Linked DNA regions of Zea mays: region 2 is linked to region 1. Evidence: chromatin contacts called from public Hi-C data. All regions are on one chromosome and are shown on one strand. Each heading gives the region's core, a stretch centred on a gene start, on an enhancer-like site or on the middle of the called end of the contact. The rest is flanking DNA. Distances are from core to core; before and after follow the strand shown.

The links. A called contact is a pair of places that touch in the nucleus more often than the background predicts.
Region 2: a contact with region 1 is called in a Hi-C map of tassel, with 4 times the contacts expected there. The contact joins the promoter of LOC100280059 here to the promoter of LOC100381867 in region 1. A contact is called at or near these places in 2 of 25 Hi-C or Micro-C datasets (ear and tassel).

The regions. Positions count from the first base shown.
Region 1 is chr6:7,269,349-7,273,302 of Zm-B73-REFERENCE-NAM-5.0, reverse strand. It overlaps LOC100381867, which reads left to right and starts at 2,199. Exons shown (of 1, transcript NM_001174652.1): 1 at 2,199-3,463. The coding sequence starts at 2,251. The coding sequence ends at 3,231. It overlaps LOC100194325 (chromatin assembly factor 1 subunit B), which reads right to left. Exons shown (of 13, transcript NM_001139363.1): 13 at 3,491-3,928. The coding sequence ends at 3,714.
Region 2 is chr6:7,691,517-7,695,470 of Zm-B73-REFERENCE-NAM-5.0, reverse strand. It overlaps LOC100280059, which reads left to right and starts at 1,894. Exons shown (of 5, transcript NM_001152999.1): 1 at 1,894-2,002; 2 at 3,702-3,869. The coding sequence starts at 3,839. It overlaps LOC100282392, which reads right to left and starts at 269. Exons shown (of 8, transcript NM_001155303.2): 1 at 1-269. The coding sequence starts at 213.

The DNA of each region.
Region 1 (3,954 bases), core at 950-3,449:
CGGCGGGAAGTTCGCGGCGGGCGGGTTTTGGCGGACGTCTTGGCGGGGTTCGCCGCGGGCGTATCGCGGACGCGTGCGGGCGCCAGCGCGAACCGCTGCAGCACGGCGTCGTCGGCCGTGGCCTTGGGCGGAGGCGAGCACCAGGACGGTGATGAGGCTAGGGTTTTTTTTTGGATCAGAGGAAAGGATCGCGAGCGGGTGTACGCATCGGGGGAGGGAGGAGGGGGGAGAGTGCGCATCGGACGACAGAGGGTCTGTATGGCGTATCGGACGGTCCAGATCGCTGGAAGGCAGAACATGTCAGAGGCAGCCTACCCCTTAGAGTCTTAATAGGTAGTATAGATTTATGCACATCATGTATATATTCACGTAGTACATGCATGCATGCACGCATGGTACTATACGGTCTACGGCGGTGTGGTGGTGGACCTGAGCATATCGTCGCAGAGGGATGGAATGGAGGAGGTGTCCACGTCACTGATCGCGTGAGCTCCCTAGGCTTATACGGCCGCGCCTGCATGCTTGGACACTTGCTCATCATCAATGCACTGCATGCATGCTTTTGTTTTGTGTTTTTTTTTGTCAAAAAGATAAATAATGAGGCACGCATGCATTCTATTGCTACTACTGTAGTACCACTTGCTTAGCATGCCATGCATGTACCACCTCACCAACTGTTTATATAAAATATATTATCTTGTTCTCGAATATTTGTCGCTTGCTATCTAATTTATTTCTGAACTAAACCACAACAAATAAAAAATAACGAAGGTAGTATTATTAAATACCCAATGCTGGTGTTGTTTGTGGTGACGATATTATAAGTTCCAATTGTCGCTGTTTGGCAAGAAGAAGAAGAAAAAACACGCAAACAGGAGTACGTCCTCGATCGTAATCATCGAATGCATGCGGTGGTCTATTCCAAAAACCCAAACAAGATCTTGGTTCATTCCTATCATCGTCGTCTACAGCAGCGCGTCAGGAATGAACAGGAGAAACCGTGATACATGCTTGCTTGCGCTGCTCTGCTGGGGTCTAGTAACATATATATGGCGGCGGCACCGATGCATGCAGCAAGGATCATGTACGTCTACGACGGCGCGCGGCCGGCTTGGCGGTGCGCCATGAATGAATAATGGGTGGCATGCATGCCTTGTTTCCGTCGTCGTGACGTACGCTCATGCATGTGCAGGTCACTATGCATGGCTAGCTACGAGCATCAGCATTGCATTTCCAACCATGCATATATATTTAGTATTCATGCATATGCATGCATTGTGTACCAATGAAGCTGGTTTAGGTCGTTTGCTGCACCGGAAGGTAGAACACGTACGCAGCCCATATAATTTGCCATGCTGCATGCAGGGCCAGCTTTGGGGAATCACACGAAGCGGTCCTTCAATTCGGAGCCCATTATTCGAATAAAGGCCCAGATTCTAACCGGGCCATGAAATGGTCTGTCCATCTCTTTGGGCCATAAACCATGTACCATGACCCGGGCCATGGAAATGGCTATGTATATGCATGATGATGATATGGACCAAATATCAAATGGGCTATAATCGGCGCGTAATGCATCCGAGATTACGGTGGATAGAAACAAGAGTAGACTAGACGGTGATGGTGATGCATGGAATGCATCCGCCCTGTCCCCTCCCCTCTCGTACCTTACAACGCACTCGAGTTGGCTGGGTGTCATTTGCTTACAAGCCATCCACAGACAGAAATGGCAGCTAGCGCCTCTTTCTTGGCACACCGCGACCACCCGAGAGGTCCAGTGCTTCACTCAAAAGCATCGCACGCACCCTGCAGGGACTGGAGCACAATCTGCACCATGCTGCATTGCGTGTCTTCAGTGTGGCGATCCAAGCACCTCTCTTCATATATTGACGATCATGATCAGGTCCCAAAAGGGCAGATGGAGACCAGCTACATACTAGATGTCAGTGTCTCCATAGATCATGCACTAGACTAGTAGAGACGGAGGCAGCCAAGGGAAGGGACCGCATTGTTTCGAAGCAATGCAAGCCCCCCCAGCCGAAACCGTAGCAGAGGAGCCAAGTCACTTGCAACGCAAACCTTCAAGCGCCCTTCCCTTCCCTTCCCTCCCAAAACAAGCCACACCACAGCACATGCATACATATGCAAATATATAAATACGTGCTACATTGATTATCACCACCACAGCTCACTCGCCTCACCTCACTACAGCACCACACAGCTCTCCTCCGAGATCATCCAGCAGCAGCGATGGCGTTCAACCCTACCCCTCCAGGACTTGGCTTCCCCTACCTCCCTCCGAACCCTTACCTTCCAAGACCACCACAGCAGCCCTTCCCGCCACCGCGACGCGCTCCACCACCGCCCACCCTACCACAACCGCCTCCTCCGCGCCGTGCTCCCCCACCACCGGCTCTGGCACCGCCACCACCCACAATGCCGCCACCGCCACCGCGCCGCGCTCCCCCGCCTCCCACTCAGCCACCGCCGCCACCACGCCGCGCTCCTCCACCTCCCACTCAGCCACCGCCGCCACCACGCCGCGCCCCTCCACCTCCCACTCAGCCACCGCCGCCACCACGCCGCGCTCCTCCACCACCACCGTCACCACCCATCCGCCCACCACCACCACCAACTCCTCGGCCTCAAGCGCCACCACCGCCTCACCTGCCCATGCCGCCTCCGCCGGCGCCCGTGCCGCCTCCACCTAGCCCCCCGCACCACATCGTCATCATCGTGGTGTTCGTCTCCCTGGGCGGCCTGCTGCTGCTGGCATGCCTGGCTGCCGCGCTCCTCTGCTGGCACAAGAAGAAGAAGAGGAGGGGGAGGAAGGCAGAGGAGGAGGAGGCCAAGGCCGAGGTGCTCAACTTCAGCGACCACGTCCACGTCCACAAGCAGACCGTGCCCGGGCCGGCCGGGGGCGCGAGCGCCGTCAGGCTGACGGTGGACGAGGACGTCAGGTTCCAGGAGGCGGTCAGGAAGCAGGACGCCATCGGCGAGTCCTCGAGCACCGCCCCTTGGACCTGGCACAAGAAACACCAGAGCGGAGAGGAGAGGAAGACGGAGGTCATCAACGTCACCAAGCACAAGCACGTCGACGAGATGATCGTGCCTGGGCCACATGGCGAAAGGGTTGAGGTCCTTTCGGAGGATGAGGACATCAGGTTTGAAGAGGCCGGCGAGAGCCAGGAAGAGTATGACAAATCCAAGGCGCGCATAACAAAGTCCTGAGATGCATGATGATGCCTACTGCACCCAAGGCCCTTCAACTTGAGGCCAATACCATACCCATACACACACACATATACATACTACCCTCCCATTCGTTTTCGGTATTTTGATAAGATTCTATGTTCTTTCATGTAAATGAAATAAGGGCGTCATGTCCCCATCTGATTGATTTCAATGTGTAATTTGTATGCCAGCATTTGTATATGAGCAGCTCGTGTGAAACAACTTCCTCACTCCTCAGTAATGAACTCCACTTCTTAAGATGTCGGTTAGTGGCTTGCATGTTGCGCCATAACAAAGTGTGCTCATACATACACACAGCCCTTCTGTTCACATTCTCCCCAATTGTGTCAAGAGCAGGAGGACTAGAGCAGAAGATGAGCACCGCAGCACAAACGACTTTACAGGGTAGCCTAAACATAGTATCCAGTACTTGCCATCACTACATAACACATCAAAACCCTAACTGCTGCGTCTACTACCTAGTCGATTGCGATAGGAGTAATTCGCCTCTTAGCAGGCTTACTAGATGCGCTGTTCTTCGCTGCCGGTACCGCTGGTGGCGGTGTCACTTCAGCTGCCACGGGTATGGTTGCCTCCTTGCCTTTGGTATCATCGGCATCTACTTCCATACTGTCTATTGTTACCGGCTCCTTGTTTTCACAGGTTACATTTCCTTCGGCAAGCTCTCCTGTTCCTGAATTTTCAAGAGTTGATTCTTGT
Region 2 (3,954 bases), core at 645-3,144, 420 kb before region 1:
GAGCTCGCCGGCCTTGGGCCGCGGCATGCGGAACTCCTCGAGCGTGAGCGGGCGGCCGGGCTCCCAGAAGACGGCGCCGCGCATGTAGCTGGGCCCGCCCGCGACGTGGTACCCTGCGGAGGCGGCGGATGAGGAGGAGAAGGAGCGGCGGAGGAGCGCGCCGCCGATCCGGCGGAGGAGGGCGCGCGAGGAGGAGGAAGCGGACATGGCCATGGCCTAGACCAACTGAACTGAACTGAACTGTAGGGGGTGGGTGGATGGAGCAGTCAACCAACCAAAGCTTCCCTTCATTGGAGTGTGCGACTCGGCCGCTTTGTCATCAATGGATTTGGACTGACGGAGTGACGGGGATGTGGATGCGACAATGGTTTCTGCCGATTTTTTACTTGGAAGGAAAAGTTCATGTAACTTAAAAAAAGAGAAGTCCTTCGTGTACCACTCATCCATACGAATGGAGTATGAGTGTACGAACAACGTTAATCTACCGTTGTTGTTGTTGTCCTTATTTTAAACTAATAAATCATAGACTACTAGACGGCCTTACTTGTATTTGAGTCTATCAATAAAGTCATGTATAGCAACGCTCTACAAAAAGTATGCATACAAATATCCACAAAAGTCTATTTGACTACCTCGTGTAGATTTATGGAAACTCTCTAGTAAATCACGGTCATGTCTACAAATTAGATCATGATCTAACAAACTAAGGATTGTTTAATTTACTGTCTAACTTGCCACGATTTGTCACATCTAAATTTAGCCAAATTTGATCAAATTGGTCATGTGTTTGGTTTGAAACCATAGTTGTAGCAACATTTTTTTCCTGCTACATAGATCTTACTCGTCAATGACTGGTAAAAGTATGGCAAGATTCTTTTAGACATGGCAAATTGTGGCGTAGAATTTGAACGCCTAACCTTAGTCACATTAGTCAAGTGTGGCGTAAAATTGCGTGGCAAGTTTTGGCACCATAGATATAGAACCAAACAACCCTTAACTATGTGTTTGGCTGCATGTATTTGCTGGTGCTTACATGATGGGATGTAATGAGCTGGTGTTTGGTTGTTGTTAACCAGGCTCTACGCGTGCGAGGTGTATGTTTGGTTACCTACGTATAGAGTGAAACCAGACTCGCACGGTACTTAAAGCACTCTAGACCAGGCTCTATAGACGCGAGCAAATTGGTCGTATCCCTGGAGCCAGATTCCCGCAGTCCTGGCTCATGCAGCCAGACTACAGAGAGAAGCAAACAGGCTATAAGAGACTCGCTTGCACATTTACACATAAGATCTCGCCGTCCTGGCTCATGCAGCCAGACTACAAGGAGAAGCAAACGGCTATAAGCATATTTACACATAAGATCTGATTGAATATTAGGTATTGCCTAGTTGCACTCAAAATGAGCAATATCCCATCATTCACGAACATATCCTCTTGCTGTTTTTTTTTTTTTTTTTTTTGCATCGTTGGAAGTTGACTGGTGGACGAACTCCGCGCCGCCGCCGTCCTGGATGACGCCGCACGCACGAGGTGCAAGTGCAAACGACCGCGTCCGAGTCCGGATCCGCCACCACCGCGCCCTCGCCGCACTACAGGCACGTGGAGCCCATCGGCGGTGAGCCGGAGGCTGGAGCACGCGCGGCGGTGGCGGCAGCGGCTGCGCTTGCGGCGGAAGGAACGGGGTGGGGATTCGAATCGAAGGAGCAGCGGCGATCTACTGTTCCCTTGTATTATGCCCGCAACTTTACTTCTCAAAGCCAAAGGTGTGCTGCCCACCCTGGCCTCCCCTTCTCCCCCGTCCCGTCCCCCCTCACCTCTCCTCTTTCTGCTAAAAAAAAATACTCTCCTATACTATACTAGTGCCAAATTGCTTCTGCATTCTCTTCCCTTCCTGCATTTCCTCCTCTGTCTCATCGGGGACCCCTGTCCCTCGTGGCGACGGCCGGTCGACCGCCGCTGCCGAGGACTTCGCCGGCGACGACCACCCCCACGCCCACTACATGTACGCTTGCCCGCCCCACCCCGTCTCTTCCCTTTCACTCCCTGCCGTGCGTTAGCGGAACCGGCCACCTAAACCCTAGCTGGATCTGATCTAATCAAGAGCCTGTACGCTCGTGTATTATGCCTACTGATTTGCTTTATATATTTTTTTTCTTTTGTTGTTGATGCAAAAATTACCGGGGTATGCACTACCGTGTCCGCTGCGTGCCCCTGATTCGGCGGATCAGTCAGTTGAGGCTGATCGCGCGATTAACCGCGCCGATCGTCGCTCCTGGAGCTAGCGCTCGCCATATGTTTTCAAGGCCTTGTTGTTCTAATCAGTAATCGTACAGCCTCGGCATGGCAAAGTGACCACCGGCTGTGCTATTTTTATGTATATATGTACGTTATCGTTACCAAATTCGATTTAAGTGGGAGAAATGCTCACTGTTAGTTTCACTCGTGATGCACGTTATGCTCCCCCTACCGCTCTCAGTAATTTGCCACTTAAAATCTACTACAGTATGTTATTTGTTCATGGACACAACAGTAGGTGCACCTGTTGCCTCTGAACCTCACATCATCTGTCCAATGTTTCTTTGCTGCACATCATCTGTCCCCACTTGTGTAGCATATATAAATTAAGTAATGAATGAATTCATGTTTTTGAGGTTGAACATTAGTTTCAAAAATAAAATACAGGTCGTTGGGAGACAGAACCATTGTGTCTCACTCTGAACTACATATACGACCTTACAATGCAGAGCTACCTGTTTATTGCGTTGCATATTCTGCAGACCGTTCAGCCAGAAAATCATGAAGAAGCCGGCGCCTTTTTTCTTGATTAAGCACCACACACGACTAGCCATCCTTTGAAATATAAAAAATATCAGTCAGATACTTTGCAGCTCCTTTCCTTCATACCAGTAGCCATATAAGTATAATTGTCTTTTGACTTGAGTGATTCGAGTAGCTGTATTCTGGCTAAAACATTTTGCTTGATTGTTTTATGCCACCTATGTTCCTCTCGCCCCAAGGGCAAGAGGGAGCACCTAGTCAGCGCTCGTAACGTATTTCTTGTGGTTTTGCTGGTTGCCTGGCCCTTTATCCTTTGATCAAATATGTGAGATGGTTCATTGTTCGATTAGGGACTACAAATTGGAACTTCACCATTAGTTTATATCTCTGAGACATTACACCATTAGGTCATACATCTGCATTAGTTCTTTTTACATTTTCCTCTATTCTGTCCTACTATTTTGTCAGGTTGAATTTTATCATCTGGCTAAAGTAACCAATGCCACTTACTGAGTGTGCCTGTACATGCTGTCAAGTTTATCGTTGTTAGCTAATTGGATTGACTTACGTTACTTTTCCACATTTGAGGAGCGATTTTTTTGCGTTATTCAGTACTTTTTGTTCTTCATTGTCACTTTACTCATAATATTTGGTGATAGCTACAGTTATTCTAAATACTGATAGCGAAGGGAAACCATGGGAGAATGTTGCTTATGACCTCTTGCCTCTGTTTTTTTCTTCTTCCATGTTTTATGTCCTGTTTCACTTGTTGTACTAATTGAGTCTATGGAAGATGTTTTTAAAAGTGTGAACTTATGTTTACTGTATTTAATAACCAAATAGTTTATTACAATATGGTTTGTTTGGTCTATTATACCTATTTGCTGCTGAAAACCTGAAACTACTGTTAATCTCTCATGCAGTATATGTTGAAGAATGGCTTGGAGCTAACAGTACTGACACCAACTTTTGGTTATGATCAGAAGCGACTGGAGTGCAGTAATGAATCTCTAATTGTTTGCAATATAAGAACCAGATACCTCATTCAAATGGTTTTTCCATGTTACAGATTGGTAGCCAAGAACAAAGAGGTTAGCTAGTGGTGATATGCGATAAAGTTTTCATATATACAACAATAAAGCTGAGAATTGTGGTCTGCAAATAATACAGTTTTCC